Regions from separate parts of the Mus musculus genome. Here regions 1 and 2 are each linked to region 3. A link is a contact called in public promoter capture Hi-C data. All regions are on one chromosome and are shown on one strand. The core of a region is the stretch at or near the end of the contact, and the rest is flanking DNA. Distances in the headings are between cores, read along the strand shown. Region 1 overlaps Pdia5 (protein disulfide isomerase associated 5). Region 2 overlaps Pdia5 (protein disulfide isomerase associated 5). Region 3 holds the start of Pdia5 (protein disulfide isomerase associated 5).

Region 1 (3,806 bases), core at 335-2,834, 67 kb before region 3:
CCTCACTGCCTGCTCAGCTACCAGGCAAGGGCAGACCCTCTCTGCACCTTGGACCCACCCTAGGTAAATGGAGGGCCAGTTATCTTGGGACATACCCGGTCTGACTCCTCAGCCCTTGCTGGCTTCAGGGAGGACACTCAAGCTTATTGGGGATGGAGCTTCTCTGAGTTCTGCCAAGGGACACTTGTGATTATATATATAGCATTCAGCCTGCATGTACACCTGCAGGCCAGAAAAGGGCACTAGATGTCATTATAGATGATTGTGAGCCACCATGTGGTTGCTGGGAATTGAACTCAGGACCTCTGGAGGAACCGCCAGTGCTCTTAACCTCTGAGCTATCTCTCCAGTCCCTGATCAGGATGTTTGTGCCGTTCTGATGGAGATACAGGCCAGGGGCATGAGCTGAGGAGAGACACCATGTCAGCTCCCACTGCATTGCCTATCTAACAAGTCCCAAGGCAGTGTCCTACTCTGGGGAAGGGGGTGGTAGGGGCAGCAGCGTTCCACTCACATGGGGCGTGGAACATGACGAGGACAGAGGAGTGCTCCTTCACAAACTGGTCAAAGTCTTCATCGGTCAGGTGATAAACGGAGCCGCCCTCATCTGCCCAGGGAGTCTCGGGGACCTGGGGCTGTGGTGGCAGTGGACTGGAAGACCAAAGAAACAGGCAGAGCTCAGAGCAAGCCCTGGGGTCTGAACAGCCCTTATCAATCAAATCCAGCCCCCTGGACACATAGCTCCCACACCAAGATCTTTTATACACTGGAAACTGGATCCAGAGATGGATGGAGAGGGACTGCCCTGCCCATCTCTGCCTCCTCCCCAAGCAGAAAGGTACTTAGCTGATACCCATTGCGCATGGCCACATGGCTGTTGTTTGCTATAGCTTTCTGAGACAGCTCAGGGAATCTTTTTTTTCCCCGGGAGTGTTTGCTAGCATCTTCAAGGTAGAGCAAACTTCCAGCAAGTTGGCAAGAGCAAACAGCTACGGTGCCCAGTAAGCACTGTGGAAGCTGGATGTCCTGCTCTGAGCCACCCACTGGTAGGACACAGGAGGAAGAAAGAAGTGAGGCTAAAGGACAGGAAAGAGCTCTCTGGTTGAGCAAGCAGAAGGTATGAATGGGGGTGGGGTGGGAGGTGAGCACTGAGCCAGAGGGAGACCAGGTTGGTGGTATACACCCCAGCAGAATCTGCACTGCCTTACTAATTCTTCTAGAGGCGGAGAACAGATGTTCTCCGAGCCCGCATCAACTCACTGGCTGCCAAACCCTGGCAGTTACCTGATCTTTCAGGAGCCTGTTTGCTTCACAGAGAACCACACATCAGTGTCTATAGCCCCTAGTGCTAAGTGGAGGGAAGGCCCCCAGGTACCAACTTCCCCGCCAGGACGAGATGGCTGGTGCCATGAGAGCCCTGCTGCTTTACTGCCCGGTACCTTTGCCAAAGCACCTCAACTGCAGCTTTGAAAAAAAAAAAAACCCTTTGGATGACAAATGTGAATAGACAAGCGTTGTTCCCTGCCTGTAAGTGCCGACAGCAGGGAACACTGCAGTGCTCCAGCAGGCAGGGCTGGAGAATTAATCAGAGAAGAGCGACTCGGGCTCACAGAGAAGCAAAAGCTGGTTCAGAGTCTATGAAGACTATGCTGGCTCTGTGGACTGAGCTGCCCTAAAAGCCTCAGTCTCGCTGGTCTCCAGAGAGCGAGCGAGCGCGGCAAAGCCTTTGGTTGCTTTGCTTACTCGATGTCAGATTGTAACTGGCCTGGCTAAAGAGCTATAGTTGAATCTCTCAATCTGACTATCAGACTGTGAACAAGGGAGGCCAGAGACTTAAGAATTCCTCTGGAATCTCATGCCAGGGAAAAGGAAAGGGCGCTTGTTGGAGCAGGAACCGGGCTCCCTGAAACAGATTTCATCCAGTTCTACAGTACACACTGAAACCCAGAGGAAGATGGGTCAATAGTTGGCAGGACCAAGTTTGGTCAGGACTGCTTTCAGGTATCCTTGGTCTTCTATTCAAACATTCATCTCACATCAGAACCCCAAAGATAGACTGGCGGGGGGCGGGGGGGGGGGAGCGGGGGTGTTTACTAAATCCCTTTGTCGCTCTTCCCAATGCGGCCAGGTTGAAAAAAAAAATCTCCCTTTCTGCTTTCCACTTATTTACTTTTGTTTTTGTTTTTGAGATAGTGTCTTACTATGTTGCTCTGGCATCCTGGAATTTGCTCTGTAGTCCAGGCTGGCCCGCCTCTACCTGCTGAGTGCTGGGATTAAAGGTGTGCACCACCACATCGGTCTGCTTTCCACTTTTAATTTGGTTCTTTCACTGCTTCCTGAGGACGGGCGGTAGGACCTGACTTGGGACACAGGTCGTGATCCCTACATTCTGTAACAAGAAGGTACTGGCGGTAGATTCTAGCACTAGGAAGTCATCAGCCAGGCACCAGTTCCGTGATATCTGGCTTCTTATATCTGGGCTCAAACTAACAACCCCCCCAGTGAATATCTACAGCAGTCGGATGTGGTAGCGACACCTTTAATCCCAGCAGAGGCAGGTAGATCGTTATGAATTCAAGACCAGCCTAGTCTACACAGCAAGTTCAGGCCAGCTAAAGCTACACAGTGAGGTTCTAGCTCAATCACAGTAATAAGTTAATTTTAAAACGTTGTCTATGGTAGATGATTTGCTATGAAGAAAGTAGGGGTCAGGGAGTATACGCCTCAGTAGGGGAGAGCTAGGTACACTGTCAACCATCTCTGCAAGTGGAGGGCTGAGCGCTGAAGAGGAACACATCGTATTCTTCAGGCAGTAGCATGGACAGCCTGCTGGCCAGGCACACAGCCATCTATGATTCACTAGCTCTTGTATGAAGAGGGGAGGTAAACTGCTCCTGTTTGCATCTGCTAGGAAAAAAGGCCCTGAGACCTTACAAGAAAGAAGCTGAAGCTGTTACCTCTGGGTGGGACAGGGATAGCAGGAAGGGAGAAGAGGGCAGAAGTTAAAGCCTCTCAGGGCATACTGGAGTATCTTAGAGGTTTTGAAAGTTAAATGAATGTAATCTAGTTTTTAAAAAAAATCAAAGTAATTTTTAAAACTCCACCAGAGTTACTGAGAACCTAACGATATAAGATGCAAAAGCTATGTCTTGGCAGCGTGGTAAGAAAGATCCGGAGACGCTCCCACTTTAGAGACTACCCTAAAACCACAAAGGGGTTTTGTTTGTTCTGAACATAGAGTAATCCCACAGAAATGAAAACAACAGGAAATGCAAAGAAAAGAAGTCGCTACAGTTTCCGGAGCTAGGGAAAAAAAAAATCACCCAGGCAGGAGAAGCCACATTCTTGAAGTTGGGGTAAAAATGGGGTTGTCACTATAACTGCTCCCGAGGAGCACACATGCCACAGACAACTGGGGGATTATGTTCAAGAGAACACTACAGGAAGGGCTCGATTGTAGGAAAATGTGTACAAAAGAGGGGGTGAGCAGAGGTCTGCATAGAGCGCCTGCCTGCCGGCAAGCGGAAGGAGCTATCCACGCCACCCCAGGCAGCCAGCTCTCTACAAACAGGATCCCTTCCTCTCCTTCCTATATCTTGTACCCCACGCACAACAGACAGATAATAAAGGCTCACCAAGTAAAGAATGAAGAAACCTGGCTAAAGGACACAGATGTCCGTGAGTTCTAGGCCAGCCTGGTCTACGTAGTGAGTGCCAGGCTGGGATTACACAGTGAGACTCTCTCTTTCAAAAACTAACTAACCTACTAAATAAATAAATAAATAAAAATTTAAAAGGCCCTCTGA
Region 2 (3,640 bases), core at 357-2,856, 89 kb before region 3:
ATGATGAGCTCAACTCGCTTGGGCTAGTGGCTGGCCGCGGTGGGTGCCTGAGACCCCGGCTCAATTTCTAATTAGATAGAAACACGAGGCATATGCTCCTGTGGTCGCCCAAGTGTAGAGGTTTCTTTTTCCCCCTCTTTGGGACAAGCACGTCTGACTCCACAGACACTAGCTCTGGGTCCACTGCACCTCTGCTCAGGATTTGATGAACAATTGCTCCAGGCCGCTACACCCCCGCATCCACTTTAAATTATGGATTCCATTTGTATACGTGCCCTGGAGCTGTTGGAAGTATAGTGTATGGTTTTTATAAATCTATTAAATTAAAAATGTATACTTGCGAATCCCTCACACTAGCTGTCAGCCACGGACATGGAATGCAGCGTCTGGCTGCAAAGGGGGAATCCATGCTCCACTTCTATAGGAGCCGCGTGGCCGAGACGCTTCAAGAAGAGTCTGTCCTCTGAGCTGCCCACCTCACCTGCCTGAACAGCCAACCCCTCAAGACCTACCTGTGATCATCACTGGTCACCTGCACTCAACACCCCCACACTACCACAATACTCTACCCAATGGAGCTCTAGCCTTGTCTCCCATAAATGATATGAATTCCTGGACTCTGTGTCTGTGACCCTAAGGGTCCTCAACCAAGGACTTGCTCTGACACCTAAAGTCTTGACCTGAAAGCTTCACCAAGCCCTCAAGTTCTAGAACGAAGGATAATATCAAGTAAAGGGTCAAGGACAAAGTCCCTGGTTTCCAGGACCTTTGAGTGGGACAACTCTGGCTCACGTCTTGGGAGGCCTCCCAGTGGTCACCTGCTCATTGCATCCCTCCTTTGGCTTCTTTCCCTTTCATCTTACTTTCTCAACCTCCTGGGGTACCTCCTGTGAACTCCTCCCAAGAACATCCCACACGGGTCCCAGCCAGCACAGGCCCCGCTTTTGGGAAATTTGAACCGGCAAAGCTGTGATCCAGATTCTGACTTGGCTCCTTTATGGCAAAGGAACTTGTTTAGGGGATCTCATGTAACCCCGTCATGGACTCTATAATATTCCACACCAGGAAAATGAGGAATGGAATAACACCTACTCCATCAAGTGACTGCGAGGATCACATGGCTCACTGTGGGATAAAAGTCTCCACCAAGCTCAGTCAATTCTGCCATTTAGCTGACTAACATTCATGGGGGTCTAAAGCATCAAGATGTTTGGGAGTTCAAGGACAAAGGACGCTTCAGATGGACAGGGGCGCCAAATGGTCTCTAGGTTCTGTGCAGATTATAGCAGTGATGTGAGTCAGTCAGAGCAGGGCACCACAGCCCCATGACTTCTCTTGGAATGACCTCCTTACTTTCACTGGCTCATCCTCCTTGCCCAAGCTGGGCATACCTTAGAGTGAAAGGTGAGGCCCTCATTGCCAGCTCAGCAACCCTAGCCTCTGCTCCGGTCCACCTGTCTTCCACCGTGGGCGGCCCCATCCTCCAGGCCATTGGATAACACCATCTATTTCAATACTCACAGCCTGTAGCCCTTCTCCACCAGCGAGCGAGCGTGTCAACTGATAAAAGTCCCCAGCTAAGCTCCTGGGAGGGGATTTGGGCTCCCTGGCTAAAACATGAGCTGCCTCACACAGCTTTATTGATTCAGTAAAATAAATCTCTGCAGGAGCTAATATTGACTTTGGCTATGAAAATGGAAGTGAAAATCCAACTGCATATTGATTGGGGGAAGGAACCGAGACTGGCTGTTAGGTGGGAAACAAAATACAATTCCAGCTGAGAAGTGGCCGCAAGTGTGCGAGAATGAACGGGGAGTCAGGTGACCTCGTTCTCAAGGACCGGTTATCCTTGGCCAAGGGGCATAGCTCCTCTTCAGGCCATAGTCCCTCCAAAGTAAAAGCAAATGAGGTGAGCCAATGGCTTCCAGACACCAGTGTACAGCTGATGTAAGGACCAGCTCTTACAAGTCTCTAATTTTTGCAAGCATCTCCCATCTAGTCGATTTAACCATGCGGTATGGTACCCTGCTTTGGGCACAGAATGGGCACTGCTCACCTCAGTTTCAGGGCCACACCCTGACCCAGGGAGCTGTGACTATGGCTGCTGAGTATTCTAGGAACCTCAGGTGGGTCAGCTTCCCAGTCAGACAAGACAGTCAGGCACAGTAAGACATGCAATAAAGAAGGGTGGAAGGAGGGGCAGAGGGAATGGGATGAAGGTGTGAACCCAGAAAAGAGCTAGCATATATCAGACAACGGAGAAAAGATGGATATGTGCATGAAGGAAATGGGGCCATGAACATCACAGTGAATGGAGAGGAAGAGGGAGGCTAGCCCTAGGATCCCTAGTGTGAACTTGACAAGCCTGGCTTCAGAAGGCCCTAGCAGTGGTCTAATAGAAAAAACAGGTATCATGGTAATATATGGGCCCTCCAAGATGTCTCTGGTCACCTTAGTCCTTTAGATGATACACACACACACACACACACACACACACACACACACCATATGTGCTGGAATAGTCAGTTCAAACTCTGGCGTTAACTGAAGCCTCAGAATCCCTTCAAGGACCCCCTAGAGCCCATGGGCACTTGAGTAGCCTTAGGACAGAAGGCCACCAACTTTGCTCATTCTCCTGTCTTCCTGGAGCCATTTGTGCTCCAGCTCAGGGGAGACGTGTGATGAGATGGATTGACAACTATCCCAGTCAGGTAAGCAGCCAGGCTATGGCAGACATCATTGGAGCTCCCAGGGCAGAAGCAACCACCAGGCAAGTGCCAGGCCCCCAAAAGAAAAAGTTTGTGGTCCTTATTATCCCCCACTCCACGATGGAGGAGGACCTCAAGGGCTTATCAGGCTTTTACGGAACAGTCATATTCTCTGAGTGCAGGGCAGGGTCTCAGAGTTGAAGTAGGAATCTTGTCCTATGGGTCCTCACTCCCCATATCTGTGCCTGCTCCCAGCCTGGCTTCCTGAATTAGAGAATTCTCCCCATCCTATCCCTGGTGCTCTCTCAGAGTGCAGCAAGGTTTCCTGGCACCTACAGCACCACCTCTGTCATTCTGGAGGTACTTGCAGGCCTACCTCCATTTGTCTCTGTCAAATCCATGCCCAGGACAGCGAGCTATCTCTGTTCACATGCGCAGCCTTACCTGTTCTGTTTTGGTACTACTCTTGAGTTTTCTGGGATAGTCTATTTATTGTGGGAAGTCTGCTTAGCTTGTGCCTGGACCAGAAGAAGGATCTCACATGGGAAAATAGGGAGTTGTAATAGCAGCACACATGACTCAGGGTCCAGTATATGTATAAGTCCCCGTATAAACCTAATGAAGCCTGGTATGTGACAGGCTCCTACTAAGTCCAATGGCTGGAAACAATCTTTGCCACCATCTCTACCAGTCCCCTTAGGGTAGGAAGAATAGGGAATTCAAGGTCTGGGGACATAGCTCAGTGGTAGATTGCTTACCTAGTAGAAATTCAGTCTCCAGCCCTGCCCTCCAATTAACAACAAATACCAAAAACCTTCTAGGAGAAGGGAACGTGGGGACCGTCGATTAAGAGGGTGTCCCTGAGTCTGGGATCCAGCCCTGCTTAAAGGGCCACCTACCTACCCACAAGTGGTGGTTCTATTCCCCTGCTG
Region 3 (3,910 bases), core at 336-2,835:
GTGACCTCTCCCTGTGGGGACTCTCCACCTCAGATAATGTATGGCTCTCCTGTGGCAGGCTGGCAGCAGTTAGGGTATTAGCTCTTGTCCTTCGAACAGTATTTGCTCACAGGATTGACTGCTGTTCAGCCGAGGGCAACACCTGAAGGCAGGCGCAGAGTGTAGTTTGCTCCCCACCCAAAATTCAACCCGGTGGCAAACAATGTGGTTGATAAATGTTTACAGAGTAAAAGGTCAGTCCCCTGGGCTCTTGTTTTTACTGAAGGGAGGGAAAAAGGAAGAAAGCAAAACCCTCCTCCCTCAGAGTTCAAGGACTGACATCCTGATGGGAGTCAGCCCAACTGGCTCCAGGAAACTTATGTCAAACATCATGGCACACCACCAGCACCCCAAAGCTTCGCGGTAACCTACTAGATCTCTCCTAGACGGAGGATGCAGAACTGGGAACAGGGAGCTTCCTTTGACACCTTCTTCCACATAACAGAAAACTCGATGTCACTCCTTTAACTGGTGATCCCAAAGGACAGGGCACTGCGGAGTTCAAGCGTTTAGATCTAATCACCCCTCCCTTTCCACCACACCCCCCCCCATCTGCCCAGCATCCTTGCCACACCCAAAGGGAAAACAGTGGAGTGGTAGGGGCAAGTAAGTCTTCCGAACTTGGTGATAGTGGCGGTGGCCATAAGGAGATGGACCCAACACAAGGGAGACAAGAAGTTACGAGAGAGATGTGGAAGAAGGCAACTACATCCTGTCACACACCCACAACCACACCTCAGCCCCAGGGGCAAACCCGTCCCCAGTCCCCACTTCTTCTCGGGGGATGCTTGTTCGGGAAAGTCCTCCCATCCCCACATAGTCTGCACCACGGTTCACCCCTCCTCCACTTCTGTATCACTCCGGTATCATTTTGCAGTCTCCGGAGCTGGTTCCACCGACTCCTCAGCCGACCCGTCTGACAACCTCCTTAGCGGGTATCTTTACGGTTTCCCATCTCATAGAAGGAACGCAGACACGTTTACAGATCCAGGGCGCCACACACACAGCTCGAAAGTGGCCGGGGCTGGAGCCGGCATCACCGTGGGAGCAGAACTCTTGGAGGTGGTGACCCCACCCAACCCGTCACGCGCCCTTTCTCCGGGGGTCCAACCCACGAGCAAGTGTTCCTGCTGCGCAAGTGGAAGGCAGCCTCCACCCCACACTCACACAGGTGCAAGCACCGCCCGGGGAGTCCTGCTTAGGCTAAGGACATCCCAGACCTGCGTCCCCGCAAAGTTGTGCGGGAGCGCGAACCCGGAGAGAGGGATCACCCGGCCCGGCCCCAGTGGAGAGCAGAGGACCAAAGACCCTATTGCCACCCGGCGAGCACGCCCCCAACCAACCCGGACCGCGCGCTCCCACGGCCATGCGGGACGCACGTGTCGCCGGCCCACAGCCTCACCCCAATCGCCAGTAGCAGCCCCCACGCCCGCGCCATCCCCGCCGCCTCCTGCCGTCTGCACCCGGCTCCCGCGCACGCCTGCCAGCTCCACCTCGGCCAACAGCTACGGCCACTTCACAGCCGCTCCCCGCCTCCGAGTTCCCGGTGCCACGTCTGCCAAAGCATGCGCACCAGGCTAGGAGAGGCGGCCCGGGAAGGAGCCTGCCGGGAGTTGTAGTTCACGAGAAGCTCGGGATGCCTCTGCCTCGGACTTTGCCTGAGGACGCAGAGTAGCAGCTGTGAGGATGGGGGGCAGGGAGGCTGGGGAGTAGGGACAGTTGTTCACTAAGGAGCCTTGCTCTGTGCCCGCAGAATCAGAACCAACAACTCACTCTGCCCCCAGAAGTTAGTTTCCCCACCCCGAGGATTAGCAGGCAACCCAGAGAATTCCAGTCATTTGACTGTAGGTACTAATTGTAAAGTCTATGATGGCCTGTGGAGGATGGAAAATGCCATCTGCTCCCGAGGCTTTTTTTTTCCCCTTGACAAAACATTATTGAGGTGTCGGGAAAACAATTTAGAGAGCCCAAAAAATATTAAGTATAGATCACCACACTATCCCCTTACTCCTTAACCATATACTCAAAAGAATCGAAAAGTGTGTTCAAGTAGTACTAGCACACCAATGTTCCTAGCAGCGCTGTTTATGATAGTCAAAGAAGAAAGAAAGGAAGAAAGAAAGAAAGAAAGAAAGAAAGAAAGAAAGAGTGAGTCTAAATATCCTCAAAAGACAAATACAGAAAATGTGATATACACCGGTACAACGGAATACTATTCATCCAATAAAAAGAAATTCACACAACCATGTTAACAAATATCAAAAATATATGATGCTGATTCTTAAAAAGCCAAATGCAAAATGTTGTATATTGTATGATTGCATTTATATAAAATATACAAAAATTGGAAAAAATGGTTTTGGTTTTGTTTTTTTTTTTTTGGTTTGTTTGTTTGCATTTTGTGTAAACAGATTACTCTGACCTGGGGAATGGAGGAAAGGAATTTCAGTTCAGAAATCCATTGATGAGGATGAAAATCTTTCAGAGCTAGATAAAAGGGGAAGCAGCACAGCATTATGAATGTATTAAATGCCACCAAACTGTATCATTTAAATAGTTAATTGATGTTAAATGAATGCTAATTACCTGAACAAAAAATGTAAAATGGGAGCTGGACAATGGGTACATTATTTAGGAGCACTTGCTGCTGTTGGCTCCCACATAGCAACTAACAACCATCCTGTAACCCCAATTCCAGGGTATCTGATCTCCAAGGGCACAAGATATGATTGTGGTACTCCTACATATGGGTAGGGTGGTGCACGCCTTTAATCCCAGCACTCGGGAGGTAGAGGCAGGCGGATTTCTGAGTTCGAGACCAGCCTGGTCTATAAAGTGAGTTCCAGGACAGCCAGGGCTATACAGAGAAACCCTGACTCGAAAAACCCAAAAAACAAACAAACAAAAACCAACAACAAAAAAAAAAAAAAAAAACACCCATAGACATAAGACAGGTCTTTTATGTACAACAAAACAAAAAATCCTCTTTTGAATCCTCTTTGTCACGCGCACCATCAGCTTGTCACTTCATTTAGGAATGTTTGTTGGACAACTACTCCGTCATAAGGATGCAAATGGAGAATAATAAAATGGACAGAGGAAGTGCACATTGAGGAGTTGGGAGATATTCCCTGAATAAACGTTGCCAGCTGTCTAAAGCCTCTCTCATCCCCCAGTTTCCAGGTGTCTACTCCTTACCTTTAGTGCATACCCATTGTTAGTCTTTAGCTGTCTTGCCTTCCAGAAACACTGTGTGTAAACAAACACACAAGCCTACATCACTTTGTGTCAGGAGTGCTCACAGCATCACAGTAGCAACCATCACATTGTACATGGGAGCTAACTGCCACATTGTAGCAACCATCTCATTGTTTCATCAATGTTATTCAGGAAATTGTTGCATGTGCTGCTTTGGGGTAAGTCCCCAGAGATAGGGCTGTGTCCTAAGTCACTTGCTTTTATTGATTATGAAGATGACTTGGGTAATTAGCCCAACAGAGAGTTGCATCTTAAGTAGAGACTGCTGATGTAGTCCTTAGGCCAGCTGAAATGGAACTTGTGGAGGTGGAAGACTATGCAGAATAACCTGACCCAGGAACAATTGCTGCTCCTGACCTGCAGGCTCCAAGTTCCGTCTCTCGGTCAGGCTAAAGTCTCAAGGCCATACACACCTAGCTGTCATTCTTGGCTCACCCCTTCTCAAGAGACCCATCTAAGTCCTTACTGTGTTCTGTTAATTCTACTTCCAAAATACAGGCATTCTGTCACACCTGCTGTCACTAGTGTGCCCCACTTGGTGAAGGTAACAGCAGTCTCTGTGCCTGCTATTCCTAATGATCCATACGGTATTGTCACTTAGGTCTTGCTGGTC

What was found. Promoter capture Hi-C pulls out the DNA fragments that hold promoters and counts their contacts.
Region 1: a promoter capture Hi-C map of hippocampal neurons shows a contact between it and region 3, with 3 times the contacts expected there. The contact joins the enhancer-like site here to the promoter of Pdia5 in region 3. A contact is called at or near these places in 6 of 39 promoter capture datasets (3T3-L1-derived adipocytes, the HPC-7 cell line, epiblast stem cells and 2 more), 6 of 484 Hi-C or Micro-C datasets (the N1E-115 cell line, Sertoli cells, cerebellum and 3 more), 2 of 115 datasets of contacts at active chromatin or transcription factors (both in embryonic stem cells) and 3 of 9 other capture datasets (adipose tissue, embryonic stem cells and liver).
Region 2: a contact with region 3 is called in a promoter capture Hi-C map of liver, with 2.3 times the contacts expected there. The contact joins the enhancer-like site here to the promoter of Pdia5 in region 3. A contact is called at or near these places in 7 of 39 promoter capture datasets (3T3-L1-derived adipocytes, the HPC-7 cell line, epiblast stem cells and 4 more), 1 of 484 Hi-C or Micro-C datasets (nephron progenitors), 2 of 115 datasets of contacts at active chromatin or transcription factors (both in embryonic stem cells) and 3 of 9 other capture datasets (adipose tissue, liver and pancreatic islet).

Annotation. Positions count from the first base shown.
Region 1 is chr16:35,422,352-35,426,157 of GRCm38.p6, forward strand. Pdia5 (protein disulfide isomerase associated 5) reads right to left here. Exons shown (of 17, transcript NM_028295.1): 11 at 515-651. Among named protein-coding and RNA genes, the nearest start is that of Gm25079, 42 kb to the left of the region's middle. Within about 2 kb of position 1,585, at least 25 of the 459 cell types and tissues checked have an H3K27ac peak or open chromatin away from gene starts, as enhancers often do. A contact at or near this core is called in cerebellum, cerebral cortex and hippocampal neurons, where this site is marked.
Region 2 is chr16:35,399,880-35,403,519 of GRCm38.p6, forward strand. The region is part of intron 15 of Pdia5 (protein disulfide isomerase associated 5); the gene reads right to left. Among named protein-coding and RNA genes, the nearest start is that of Gm25079, 20 kb to the left of the region's middle. Within about 2 kb of position 1,607, at least 2 of the 459 cell types and tissues checked have an H3K27ac peak or open chromatin away from gene starts, as enhancers often do. A contact at or near this core is called in liver, where this site is marked.
Region 3 is chr16:35,489,288-35,493,197 of GRCm38.p6, forward strand. Pdia5 (protein disulfide isomerase associated 5) reads right to left here and starts at 1,586. Exons shown (of 17, transcript NM_028295.1): 1 at 1,442-1,586. The coding sequence starts at 1,477.